Regions from separate parts of the Mus musculus genome. Here region 1 is linked to region 2. A link is a contact called in public Hi-C data. All regions are on one chromosome and are shown on one strand. The core of a region is the stretch at or near the end of the contact, and the rest is flanking DNA. Distances in the headings are between cores, read along the strand shown. Region 1 has its middle 15 kb from the start of Gm34628. Region 2 has its middle 36 kb from the start of Gm34231.

What was found. A called contact is a pair of places that touch in the nucleus more often than the background predicts.
Region 1: a Hi-C map of the N1E-115 cell line shows a contact between it and region 2, with 5 times the contacts expected there. The contact joins two enhancer-like sites. A contact is called at or near these places in 8 of 484 Hi-C or Micro-C datasets (the N1E-115 cell line, cerebellar granule neurons, cerebellum and 4 more) and 2 of 115 datasets of contacts at active chromatin or transcription factors (astrocytes and pancreatic cancer cells).

Annotation. Positions count from the first base shown.
Region 1 is chr4:56,490,365-56,497,182 of GRCm38.p6, reverse strand. No RefSeq gene overlaps it. Among named protein-coding and RNA genes, the nearest start is that of Gm34628, 15 kb to the right of the region's middle. Within about 2 kb of position 4,557, at least 40 of the 459 cell types and tissues checked have an H3K27ac peak or open chromatin away from gene starts, as enhancers often do. A contact at or near this core is called in the N1E-115 cell line, where this site is marked.
Region 2 is chr4:55,240,698-55,247,249 of GRCm38.p6, reverse strand. It overlaps the pseudogene Gm12508. Among named protein-coding and RNA genes, the nearest start is that of Gm34231, 36 kb to the right of the region's middle. Within about 2 kb of position 3,914, at least 12 of the 459 cell types and tissues checked have an H3K27ac peak or open chromatin away from gene starts, as enhancers often do. A contact at or near this core is called in the N1E-115 cell line, where this site is marked.

The DNA.
Region 1 (6,818 bases), core at 3,308-5,807, 1.2 Mb before region 2:
CACACTTTTAGTTGGGATATAGGTTCTTCAGTGCTGAGTAAGTCATCATTCCTGTTTTGAAACAGGTTTTGAAAACTTAAGAATGACTCTTTAAGCTCCTCCCAAGAATTCTTATGGATAAGCACATGATTATTTTGATTTATTCATATCACCAACAGTAACGTTATACTAATTTGAAGTCATCTTGTTGATCTCTTTTATATGAGATTTTTTTTCCATAAAATTTGTCTTCTTCCTACATTACCAGTTATGTTTCTTTGAGGTCTCAGGCATGGATTGAGCCATCTGAGTGTCTATCTGTTATGTTGAATTGTGACACCCCTCCCTCGATCTTCCTTTGCAAGTGCTCATAAGCTTACCACCTCTTTCCCAGTCCCAAGATCTATGATTTGTGTCTTATCCATTGTCTTTACTAAGTTTTACCTAATAAAGCATGAGCCACATGGGCAAGAATTTCCTCTCTTGGAAAAAGTCACTTTCTTTAGCTCTTTATAGATCCTCACCCTTCAATATTCAACCAGAACGATGCAGAGGGAGAAGGGCAACAAGTTCCTAAACTTGTACTTTTGAGAACCCAGAGCTGCTAGGGGCTTCCTTCTGACCTCTCAGTAGAAAGTCTTCAATGTCAGTTTTTGGACCTGTTCCAGGTCACTTGCTTACCACAGAGCAGTCATTAGCCTCTCAACACTGCTTAGGGCATGCCTGGCACCCATTGATTCAGCAGGGCACAGCCTAAAGACATAGACTCAGCCAGACTCGTCTGACATGTGTCCTCAGCAGTTTCTCCAAGTGCCACGTCAGCCCAGGGGCTGGTCTCCCATGCACCTGTGTTCCTCTGGCGAAGAATCATGCCTCCTCACATCTCTTTATCTAGCCAGAGATCTGAGGCCATGCTGATTTTCCAGAAGCGGCAGAGATTTAATCCCAGGAAATAGCCTTCCGAAGGGAAGAACATGCCAACTCAGAGTTCCCCAACAAATAGGCATTGACTTCTGGTTGCCAGTTCAATAGTGAATGCAACCACGGAATTCTCAGATAAGGGATAAATCTGATCGGATAACCGAAACAGAAAAGATTCCAGTCAATGAATGGCCATTCTATTACACAAACCTAAAATGCCAATCTTCTTAACATCCCTTCTTTGCCTTCCTGGTCAAGCTTTAACATGCTGACTTGCTTTTTCTCCCTCTGTCACCTTTTTACAGGCACTAAACATTTGCTATCTGAACCCAGCACACTCACCTCTTGACAGATCCTCCCCTCTGAATAGTAAGTTCTTTTCTACATTGCCTGATGATCTTTTCCTCATCTTCCAAGACTCAAGTCAACTGCCCATCCATCCTTTGATACTCTGCCTTTGAGATCCTGTCTTAAATTTGGCTCAATTTTCTTCTTACATGATCAACTAGCTCTCTAAGCTCCAGTGGTAGCACATTTACCCTTCTTCTAAGTACATCCCATACATACATTCCATACATCTTCTGGCTCTGTAATTTTCAAAGTTGGACACTAGATGAATAGAACATCCATCTGTATTTTTATACACTCTCTAGTGTGCTTTGTACATTGGGACAATGACATATATCTCATGAATAGTTAACACATATCTATACAGTGGTTTTGGGCTCCAAAGCTGTTTTACTGATGGCTACTAAACTGAACAGTATCAAGATCGTTGTTCTAGCTGTTACCTATGAAGGCATGAACTCTATCTTACTGGTATAAGCTCCATAAAAGTTGGTTAAATAAGTCATAAGCTTCTATATAAGTATAATGATAAAGCTTTAAATAATATGCTGAAAAGATGCAAAGGGAGGAAGGAATTGAGTCATGATTGTTCATTAATACAGCATCTAGAGATATTGGTTTTAAATTAAGATAAAATTATGATAAAATACCACCTTAGGCAGGTTACTCATCTTCCTAGACCAGAGTCAGCAAACTTACCCTGTTAAGAGTCAGCTAGGTACCCTCTCAGAAGCAGAGGGGATGGGGTGACAAACTTGGAGAGGGAGGACTGGGAAGAGTGGGTAACATTTGGAATGTAAATAAATAAAGTAATTTAATAAATAAATTTATAAAAAAAACTTTAAGAAAGTGTCAACTAGTAAATATTCAGTATACCAAGCCATGAATTTCTCAATGTTGCTACTATAACAGACATAAATGTATGTACTTGCCTATATGGCAATAAAATTTTATTGGCAAGAACAGATGACCAGGTCTGGTTAACCCAGTGAATGAACCCCTCTTACAGTTTATTATTCCTAGTTGTATTTCATGAGTTAGTTTTGCAACACGCTTAGCCTTTGACTGGTGATGAGGTATTGTTTAACAATGCTTACAAATACCAACAATAGTCATGATTTGAGGTCTTACAAGAAAAGACATATTTGATTTGAGTATTACTTATGAAGTCCCAAAGGAACAGAAGATGGAGCGGGGAGTTGGGGGAAATCTATTAAGGATGCGGCATGAGTTAATAACTCTGATGTCGAGAGAACCCAGAAACTGCTGGCACGTTCCCTGAGTGACAGTGTGGCAGAAGTAATGAGGAGTGAAAGTTGAACTCTTTCTTCCGTAGGATGAGACGGGGACAATGGATGCCTCTCCTCCCTTAGGGAGTATCAGAGAAAATTAACTATAAATATGCAGTGCTTGGTGTTTACATCTTGACTATCCTTTCACCTGCTGGGTAAAGTCATTGCGTTCTGACTTGTACCTACTGCCTGATTCCAAGACTTGTGGCTATTTTGCTGAGTGGGAAGCAAACGTCAGCTCTCTGCCCCCCTTATCCCTTTAGATAAGAATAGGTGGCTGGACCACTAAAGTCCAGGAGACTGATTTCTTGACCGAGATTCTCGATGTGCTATCTGGATCCCCCTGAGGTAGAATCACCTGGAAGCAGAAGATAAAAGCAGGAATTCCTGGCAGCCGTCCTGTGATCAGGACTCAGGATCTTTTCTCTGGGGCTCATTTCAGAAGTGGCTTTTAAGGTGAATCTCCACACGCTACAGTTGACCAAGACCCACTGGTGTTCTGAAGGAAGCTCAATGGACTTCCGAGACTCCATTCGAGTCTCCTTCACCAGATTCTTAGCTGTTTAAAACCAGTATAATCAATGAAAGTTAGAAAACCATGCTTGCCAGCAGCTTGCCTGGCCTTCCTTATAACATTAACTTAGGTTTTTAAAATAAATCGTAGAATGAGCAGGTAGGTATCTGTGGGTTTCTAGTTGCATGACTCTTTGAATGTCCAGCCCCAAGTGGAGCCTGCACTGGGCACTCTCATGAGGCCCCTTCCTTTGCAGATTCCTGGCTTGCCTTTTCCCTGGGCTTCTGGGATAGAGGCTACACTTTGGATCTTGGTGGGTAGAACATATCTTCCCACAGAATTCTCCAAATGATATTGGCTAAATTCCCCTGAAGAGACTCAAATAATCTCCTCTCAGGCTTCTGCTTTCAGTCAGTCCAGTGTCCTCTTCTCAGTGGGATATGAATTTTATTGCATCAAAGAGCTACCCGTTTCCAAGGGCATTTTGCTATCTTCACACATGTATTTAACACACACACACACACACACACACACACACACACACACACACACACATTTATTTCTACAACTTTGTTTACAGCAAATTGACACACTAGTGGTTTCACTAATTTAAAGATTTCCTGGTGATGTCAAAGGCCAAAGAATTCCCTTTATCTTCTGATGAATAACTGCTACCTTGGGAAATGAAATGACATGTCCAAAGTGGGGTGTCTGACCCGTGGCTGAGCCAGGGGTGTCACATGTGGATTTTGTAGCCTGCAAAGCTATCTTTCTAATCCTATGTGTCTGGGTTCATTCCTAACTTGAGCTCTGGGCAAATACAATCATGGAATTGTAAACACGGCAGGAGAAGAATCACTGGATACTTTGCAAGTAGTGGCCATCCAAGCAGTGCAAAGGATTGAAAGTCTTGCACCCAATCCAGTGTCTCTCAGTAAGCCGGGGCAGCTGACTTGGATAATTCTCTTAGAGTCACGCTAGATGGCAGTGTTTTAACGTCAACAGGAAAAGGGCTTGGGCTGCTGTTTTGAAGAATAGCCTGGGACAGCCATAGCAAAAGGCTTGACAAGGGCATCCCCTTGGAGCTCAGGTTCTAGAACAATGGATTCAGGTCTCTGTTGTGACTTGAGGCTTCAGCTTGGAGCAGGGCCAGAGTCTGGTTATGTAATAAGTGAGACCATAGCTCTCCGTCACTGACGATGAGAACCACCTGCCGTTCAGACTCACAAGGTTCAGAGTCGGGCGCAAACATCCCTGCTTTATCAACAATCCCTGTGTGCCCCAGTGTCCTGAGATTCCTCAGAGTCTTTGTCCAGTGAGGGTGTCCGCCCTGGGTTGCCGGACCCTGGTGTGAAGTAGTGCACTGTGATTGCTGCTGATGACATGAGGCAGGTGCTGAGGATGCACATGCGAACAAACCGCGATTGGGAAGCCCCAGATCCAAGGGGAGGCAGTATTTGAAATCCTAAATAAGGCTCAGAGACGTCAGAAGTGTTGCTGCAGCTCAGTCCCTGCTCTGTCCTGCGTAGCCTCGAGCATGGAGCTAGTCACTTACTCCATGACTCATTCATTAATGGGCTTTGATGAGATTTTTCACTTGGAAAGTGAGGACCATGGAAACAGTCCCTCCAAGGAGCTGCACAGTTACACTTCTGTGGACAGCATCCTTTCTCAGTCAGGTTCTGTTTTCCTATCTGCTAGATGAGGTTAGTCTCACTTGGCCTGGAATCTATCATTTCGTGTTGGACGGGGGTGGGGTGGGGCTGCTTTTGCTGGGAGGTCGAATGGTTTTCACTAGTCAAGGGTATCATCAAAAGCCAACAAACTAGTTTTTTGATAACGAATCCTATGAAACTAGTTACAAGGCTATGGACTTTGTTCCAGATGCTCAGAGACAGCTGGAGGGTATCGGCGAGCTTCAGAGAAAGCCCCATGTTTTGTCCTCATCCTCTCATCTCTAGATCACCACTTTAATCCACCACTAGAATTTCTCAGAAGCGTAGAGGACCTCTAGAAGGTTGTTCCATCCTCTGTTTCTGCAGGGCCACAGGGCATGCTCAGGAGTAGGAGGGATCCTCACTGGCAGCCTGCGATCCCTGACATGCAGTGTGTGTGCCGAGGGAAGAGTTAAGGGGCACACGCCGGCTCTTACTCATCTTGCTCATTTTAATACCTGGCTTAGGGCCTGGTTCAGAGTAGGTGTGAGCAAATGTTTGTTGAATTAAGTTTCTGTAGTTTAAAGAATTAGCTTTGATGCTATTTGCGTCTTACAGACAGAAAATTTTGAAATAGATCATGGTTTTTTCTTTGAATTGCCTGCTATGAAGCTCAAAGGTAAATTAGTGGGCCATCTCTAGCAAATAACTAAAATATAGACTTGATTTCCTCTCTCTCTCTCTCTCTCTCTCTCTCTCTCTCTCTCTCTCTCTCCCTCTCCCCCTCTCCCTCTCCCTTTCCCCCTCCCTCTCCCCCTCCCTCTCCCCCTCCCTCTCCCTCTCCTTCTCTCCCTCTCCCTCCCTCCTTCCCTGTCTCCCTTCCTCCCTCTTTCTCTATGTGTGCATGTGTGTACCTGTGTGTGTGTGTGTGTGTGTGTGTGTGTGTGTGCACGTGCTTGTGTGCGAGTGTGTGCCTACCTGGTGTCACCTTGTTTTTCTTAAGGCTGATATTCATGGTACTGAATTATTAAACCTGCCTCAAATTCTTTTAGAACAAGGAACAACTCACTCATTAAATCTGAGGCAATATCTGGGACAATTCCTGGTATATAACAGAAGGTCAAAATAGTTATTTAATAGTGAACAAATTAACGGCATTTTTATCTGAATCTTAAGTTTGAACTTCATTTTTTTTTTTAAATATCAATCAGCCTCAGACTCACATTCTTTTAAAACAAACAGAGGTCAGTGGAAAATCATACTGGGAAATGGATGCAGCTGGACAGAGCGACTGTTGTAAGATCACGCACAGATCCAGTGGCTCTAAGGTAGTGCCTCCTTGTGGTTTTCCTTCTGATTTACCTACCACAGTTTTCATTACTCCCAAATCCTTCCTCTGAAGGAAGGGAGACAGAGAGAGACAGAGAGAGAGAGAGAGAGAGAGAGAGAGAGAGAGAGAGAGAGAGAGAGAGAGAGAGAGAGAGAGAGAGAAACATTTATCAAGAGAGCAATGTCGCCCACACCGATGGACCTGCCGCCATCCTATTCATTTGTTCTCCTTTGCTGTCACAGTGGCAGCTCATCTGATGAGCCACAGGGTGATCTTCTTCCTAAAATTCATGCGGAGGAACAGTGAGACAGTGCTGGTCGCTCCATTCATCAGATAACCTACAGTCTCCTTGGAGGCTGGGAGGGGAGAGTTGGCCTCCTGAGGTTTATCTTGGACAGAAGCCAGCCAGCCTATGGCTAAAAGAATGAGCCACTTTATCTTGTCAAACATCTCCATTAAATCATGGCCAAGGGAGAACCAATGAAACTGGATTTTGGTGCAAATGATCACTTGTGAATGTGCATCATGCACACACATACACACAATATATATATATATATATATATATACATATATACACACACACACACACACACACACACACACAGATATATCATGTGTATATACATTATAATATATACGCACATGTGTTATATATAGTCACTGTGTATATAATATCATATATAAGCTTCTCTCTCTCTTTCTCATTGCTCTGAAGAGAGCTGAGCTGAGAAAGCCATGCTTCTACATAACTGCTTCACTTGTTTGCTCTTGCAGAG
Region 2 (6,552 bases), core at 2,665-5,164:
AGAGGAGGTTGTTCAGCTCCATCTCCACACCTCTGTAACAAATCAAACCACTACATTTCACAACTGAATTGTCTCCTGCGTGGTGGTTCTTGAGGCCTTATGCTGCTGATAAAGATACATCTCTGCAGGCAAGCGGTTAATCCCAATGAACCGTGGTAAATACTTGAAAAAAAATCAACAGGCAGCGTCTCCTCTCAAGGAACTGGAATAGGAAGGCCAAACTGAACTTTAATCTGCTTCTGTCCACTGGTTGGATGCAAACATCTGCATCTGACTCTTTCTGCTGCTTGTTGGGTCTTTCAGAGGGTAGTCATGATAGGTGCCTTTTTGTGAGCACTCCATAGCCTCAGTAATGGTGTCAGGCCTTGGGACCTCCCCTTGAGCTGGATCCCACTTTGGTCCTGTCACTGGACCTTCTTTGCCTCAAGCTCCTCTCCATCTCCATCCCTGTATTTCTTTCAGGCAGGAAAAATTATGGGTCAGAGTTGTGACCGTGGAATGGCAACCCCAGCCCTCACTTTATGTCCTGTCTTCCTGCTGGGGGTGGGCTCTATAATTTCCCTCTCCTTACTGTCGGGCATTTTATTTCAAGTCTCTCCCTTTGATTCCTTTTTTTTTTTTTTTTTTTTTTTCAGCCTGTTTATATTAAGGATATTCTTTTTTTTTTCTTTCCATTTTTTATTAGGTATTTAGCTCATTTACATTTCCAATGCTATACCAAAAGTCCCCCATACCCACCCACCCCCACTCCCCTACCCGCCCACTCCCCCTTTTTGGCCCTGGCGTTCCCCTGTTCTGGGGCATATAAAGTTTGTGTGTCCAATGGGCCTCTCTTTCCAGTGATGGCCGACTAGGCCATCTTTTGATACATATGCAGCTAGAGTCAAGAGCTCCGGGGTACTGGTTAGTTCATAATGTTGATCCACCTATAGGGTTGCAGATCCCTTTAGCTCCTTGGGTACTTTCTCTAGCTCCTCCATTGGGAGCCCTGTGATCCATCCATTAGCTGACTGTGGGCATCCACTTCTGTGTTTGCTAGGCCCCGGCATAGTCTCACAAGAGACAGCTACATCTGTGGCAGAATTTTCTGTGGCACCTGCTTTCATTACAGCCTGCAGAGACTTATGGCCCAATGACCTCTTCCATCTACATAGTGAATAACAAAATTGACTCAGGTCAGTTCTAGCCAAGAAGGTCATGGGGAGAAGTTCAGTTTTGGAACGAGACAAATTTGGGCTCACATCCCAGCTGTACTACTGACAGCCTGAGTCACCTATGATGTCCCTTCACACTGGTGACAATGATCCCTGCCCGCCTCACCAGGCGGGCGCTATAATTGCGTGAGATCAAGCATGGAGAGCGGTACAAGTGTTTGCTGTCATTCGGTGTCCCGCCTGCGCTCAGTCACACAGCTAAGAAGTAAGGTGCTGTCCGAGGTCTCACCCCTGAGGACAAGACCTCTCCCCCAAGCAGAGACAGCGCCTCTAATGAGGGACTTGAGCATTAATTAGGAATCCAGGGTGTAGGGTTATATGTCCTTTCACATACAGTCTCTATCTTGATCTTCACAAAAGCCTTCTGTTTATAAAAATTCTTGTCCCCACTAAAAATATAAGTGCATTTTGGAAATAAGACTCAAACCAGGTACTGCTTGTTATTGTCCTTGAGGTAGTGGTTTCTCTGGGAACTTTAAAACTCCCTCCCTCCCCGGAGCAACCCCACCCCCACCCCCAGGTCTGTGAGTGTCTATGTTGGGGCCTCCTTCAGAGCTTTAACCCCTTCTGTGCTCTAGACTTTATATGTCACTTTCTCTCAAATTGCAATGTTGTGAGAAGAGCAGAGTTGATTCCTACTGTCCCCATCATGAAGGTAGAGAAAAACCAAAGCTCAGAGAAAATTCTGTGTGTGTGTGTGTGTGTGTGTGTGTGTGTGTGTGTGTGTGTGTGTTAAGCCAGAAGTTAACCTCAGGTATCATTTCTCAGATGCCACTTTGTTTGTTTGTTTGTTTATAGTAAGTCTCTTACTGTCAATGTAGGGGCTTATCTAGAGATCTATCTGTCTCCTCTGCAATGCTAAGTACCCCTCCCCCATATATATATACATACATATATATATATATATATGAGATTTTACTTATGTGTGTGTGTGTGTGTGTGTGTTAGTGTGTATGGGCCTGTGTCCATGGAAGATAGATGGGGGTGTTGGAATTCCAGAGCTGGAGTTACAGGTAACTGTGAGCCAACTGATGTGGGAACGGAGGTACTCTAGAAGAGCACCATATGTTTTGTTTTTTTGGTTTTTCGAGACAGGGTTTCTCTGTGTAACCTTGGCTCTCCTGGAACTCACTCTGTAGACCAGGCTGGCCTCGAACTCAGAAATTCACCTGCCTCTGCCTCCCAAGTGCTGGGATTAAAGGTGTGTGCCACCGTGTGTTCTTAACTACAGAGTCTCCTCTCCAGCCCTATGTCTGTCTTTTAAATACAGAGTCTTTCATGTTCTCACGCATGTGCCACCAGCACTTTACCAGCTGAATCATCACCCCCGCCCCAAGAAGCAGATTTCTTGATTGTAAATCTTGACTGTGGACATGGTATGTGTGCACGCATGTGTACGTGTGTGCATGTGCGTGTGTGTGCACTCCATATTGATGCCCTCGGAGTGTCCTCTTATACTAGGGTTTATGGAGAACTCATTACTAGCAAATGAGAACCAGGTCCTGATGGCCGGCCCCAGTGGTATCATCTGATCCCTGTATGCCTCTTCCAGATCGTGAGTATCCTGCCATCTAGAGCAGAGGCCAGAGGGTTTTTCATTTGGGCCTGTCACACCCATTTCATTCTGCCCCTGTTTTCCATGCACTCACATAGGGTCTGTAGTTACTGGCTTGTGTCTGCCAAATGTTTCTGAGGCCTGGAATGGAGAGAGAGCAGCAGAGGCCAGAGCGTTTATGCCATGGGAAAGGTGGCCTTTCGAAGGATCTTCCTCCTCCTTCCCCAGGTTCTCAGGCCCTACAGAATTCTCAGGGGGGCTGGCCGACTCTTAAGATGTAACTCTGGATAGCAGAAGGCTCTGACAGTCTCACGGATCAGCCTGGTACCCCCAACCCCAGCATTCATGCACACACACACACAATCCCTCCAGAACAATGCCACCAAATCATATTGAGCTATGGAACCAGAGCATCCAACGTCATGAAAGAACACAGAGGCCTTTTTCTGGCTGTTGGTGTGATCTCAATAGAAAGCCCTTCTCAGGCAGGAAGAAGCCATTCTTGTGCCATGTCCCTAACAAAAGCTGACCTCTTCTACAGTGGCACAACTGGGCAGGCCCAGAATCAAGCTGGGGTTATTTCCCCACCATCTCCATAGTCATAGCAACAGCCTTGATTAATGCCATGGCCCATTAGAGAGATAATGTCAGCCCTAATCAGAAACGCCTCAAGTATCTCTCTTTGCATTTTGGTAAATGGAGTAATCACATTACGGTTGGATGTGTCTGGGAGCTGATTGCTGTCTCGAAAGTCTGCCTGATTTTCCAGGTTAAGGGGTGTCAGGGGGCCCGAGCCGCAACTAATCATGGTGCATTGTTAGGAGCGCTGAGAGGGAAAACAGAAGGTACAGAGACAGATGGGGAGGTCCCTGCCCTGTCCCTCCTCCTGGGTCAACAGGGGATCCCTGGGTTGGTGGTCTATTGGCAGGGACTGCTTCCCTGAAGATGAGCTTAGTGTCTCAGAGGTGGTGCCCGTGCTGTGGATAAACACAAGGATGGAGAGGCACAGCTAGCATGAGCAGGCAGGGGCCTCAGTTGGGCCCGGCTTTCCCTTCTCCTTTTGCATCGAGCTGGTGATGGACAGCCAGCCTCGGGTCACGCCACTGGGCTGGAAAAGTGGCAGGAGAGAGCTCACTTTTGGCCTGGAGATAGGAAATGGCAGAGGTGACATGCACCCTGTGTAATGAGTGTACACTTGCCCTGTCACAATAGTCTTTGGCCTTTGGCAGGTTCTGCCTTGTGGGAGACTCTCTGGAAGCTTCTCGAGGGCAGAGTCTCGATGCATCTTGGGAGAGGATGACATCCCCTCCTCTCTCCTTTTGTTGCAGAGACACCAAAGGAAGGAGAGGTGATGGCTCTTAAGCCTGCACTCTCACCAGGAATGGACGCTCAGTTCCATCTCTCCAGAGACCCTTCCCATACCGCTACCTCTGTCTGCCTTCCAGCCTGGCTGCCTTTGTTTCTGTCGGTCCACAGGTGACAGTAACAATAAATCATAGCCACCCATATGGAGAGATTAAGAGGAGGACCCGAGGAAATATGCATCGAGCCCCTGGAGGCTATTTTCGGATGCTCCTGGGAGGATTTTTTTTTTCTTTTCTTTTGGAAAGGACTCACACAGTTAACTATTTATGACAGTTTGAAGGCAGAGCAGAAATAGGAGAGTGGTACTTGGTGTCCCTGCCAAGGCTGAGAAGTAAAATCTTCTCAGAGGTCTGAAGCCACTTCAGGGCCATTAAATTTACTGTCTGTTAGACAATATTTAATATCTGGAATAACATTTTATTTTGGGGCCCAGCAATAATTTTTCTTTTCAGTTTTAAGAATTATCTCGGGGCCTGCCAAGTTGACCAGATAGAACTGTTACAGGGTCACAATGTTGCCCCGTGGCCCTGTCCCCCATGAACTCAGATCCCTTGCCAGTGAGGCTGAAGTTCACCTCAGAGCTTTAAGATCAAGGTCCCAGGTCAGGGTTGGAGTAGCGGAAAGCTATGTGGGGAGACTGAGAACAGCCATTAGGCAAGAGGTTACCACATCATGAATCAGTCAATCTCTGTCTTCCATTTGTCTCTGCTCCAGACCAAACTTTATCTTCAAAAATCAATATCCTTCCCAGGAAGATGTTGGATTAGACACGTTAAAGGACCCAACATCACAGCTTGACCTAAGCTCTTACAGACTGGTGTTAGACGGGGTAGGAGAGAATAGATTTCCCAGGCTAAGATGTTTCTCTAACGGCTCTATAAAGCCTTACAACGGCCTCCCCTGGAAACATGCTCTGGACCATCATTGCTTATAAACACAGCTGATCAAGGGCTTGAAAGATAAATCAAATTGAAGATGTGGCGCCTTGACTCCCGCACAGCCACCAGCTTTGAGCTAAATCAGTGGGTCTCAACCCGTGGGTCACAACCCCTTTGGGGGTCAAATATCATATATTCTCCATATTAGGTATTTACATTATGACTCATAACAGTAGCAAAGTTACAGTTCTGAAGTAGCAATGAAAATAATTTTATGGTTGGGGTCACCACGACATGAGAAACTGTATTAAAGGGTCACAGCGTTAGGAAGGTTGAGAACCAGTGAGCTAAATGAACACAAGAGATTCACGGGGAATGCATTAGCATTGTGGTCATAGTGTCTACTGTCCCTGCAGGTACTCTTACCCTAGACACCACTGGTGTTGGCTGTCTAATCCTGGACCTGAGACTGATTCTGGCAGTGGCAAGATGTGCTGCAATCCCCACCCTCCCTCAGTCCAGTCTACTGGGTTTCCCAGGCCCACAGCTCTGACTAGCCTCTGTTGGCACCTCAGGCCTGTCACTTTCAGAAGCCTCCCACGCTCTCACATTGGTACCGTACATGTGTACTCTCCTTAGACACACAGATCTAATGATCTGCATATATCATCTGCTTGGCATCCACTCCTTCTTGACGCTTCAGTTTGCTCAATAGCACCTCACACTCAGTAACTGGCTACTTGGGTACCACCAATGTTGGGACTTGGGCTCTGTGAGTCCCTGCTCCCTCTGCAGATCTTGTGACTGTAGCTGATCTTGCTTCCGTTGATGGCTGTCTTCTTTGGTCCTAGCTCATCTCCTTTCCCTGACCGGTGTGGGCTGTCCTTATTGTTACCTTGTACAGAGTTTGTATGGGAGCCTAGCACATCGTGACCTTCCCATGAGCAGAAACCTCATGGGATTCCCTCCCCCTTGGTGTACCCCTGTCACCTAGCATCACAGCCAGCACAAAGTACGAACTCTGAACACGTATTTGATGCATGAATCAGAAGTGACATTGTAGCCCATTTCTGCAGAAGGGAGGGATTTACCCGTTCCAGTTTTGATGACCCATAGCTACCTGATGCCAATTGAATAGAAAGAACAAGGCCATTATCAACCAACTCTAGCAGGATTTATCACTTCTAAAGTAGTACCCTCTTCAGACAGACTGGTGCCCTTCGTGAACAAGTACCTAAGCACCTAAGACAGAGGTCAGTTCTTATCTGTCAATAACATCTCTATTCATCCTAGAGAGAGAAATATTTATTATCCAGAGGGGAAGAAACACGTGGTTGGAGGTGGCTGGCTCATGGCTGGTTTTATATGTGAGTGAGTCACCAAGTGGTTCTTCCCTTTAGTTTCCTCATCTGGAAACTGATTTCTCCCTCTGATTTATGATTCCATTAACAGATAATTCTGTCCCAAGTCCCAAAGCATTTGTTTTCTGTCCTGCCTTTTGGTCATACCACAGCACCTCAGGGGGAGAGCCTTTGCCTGA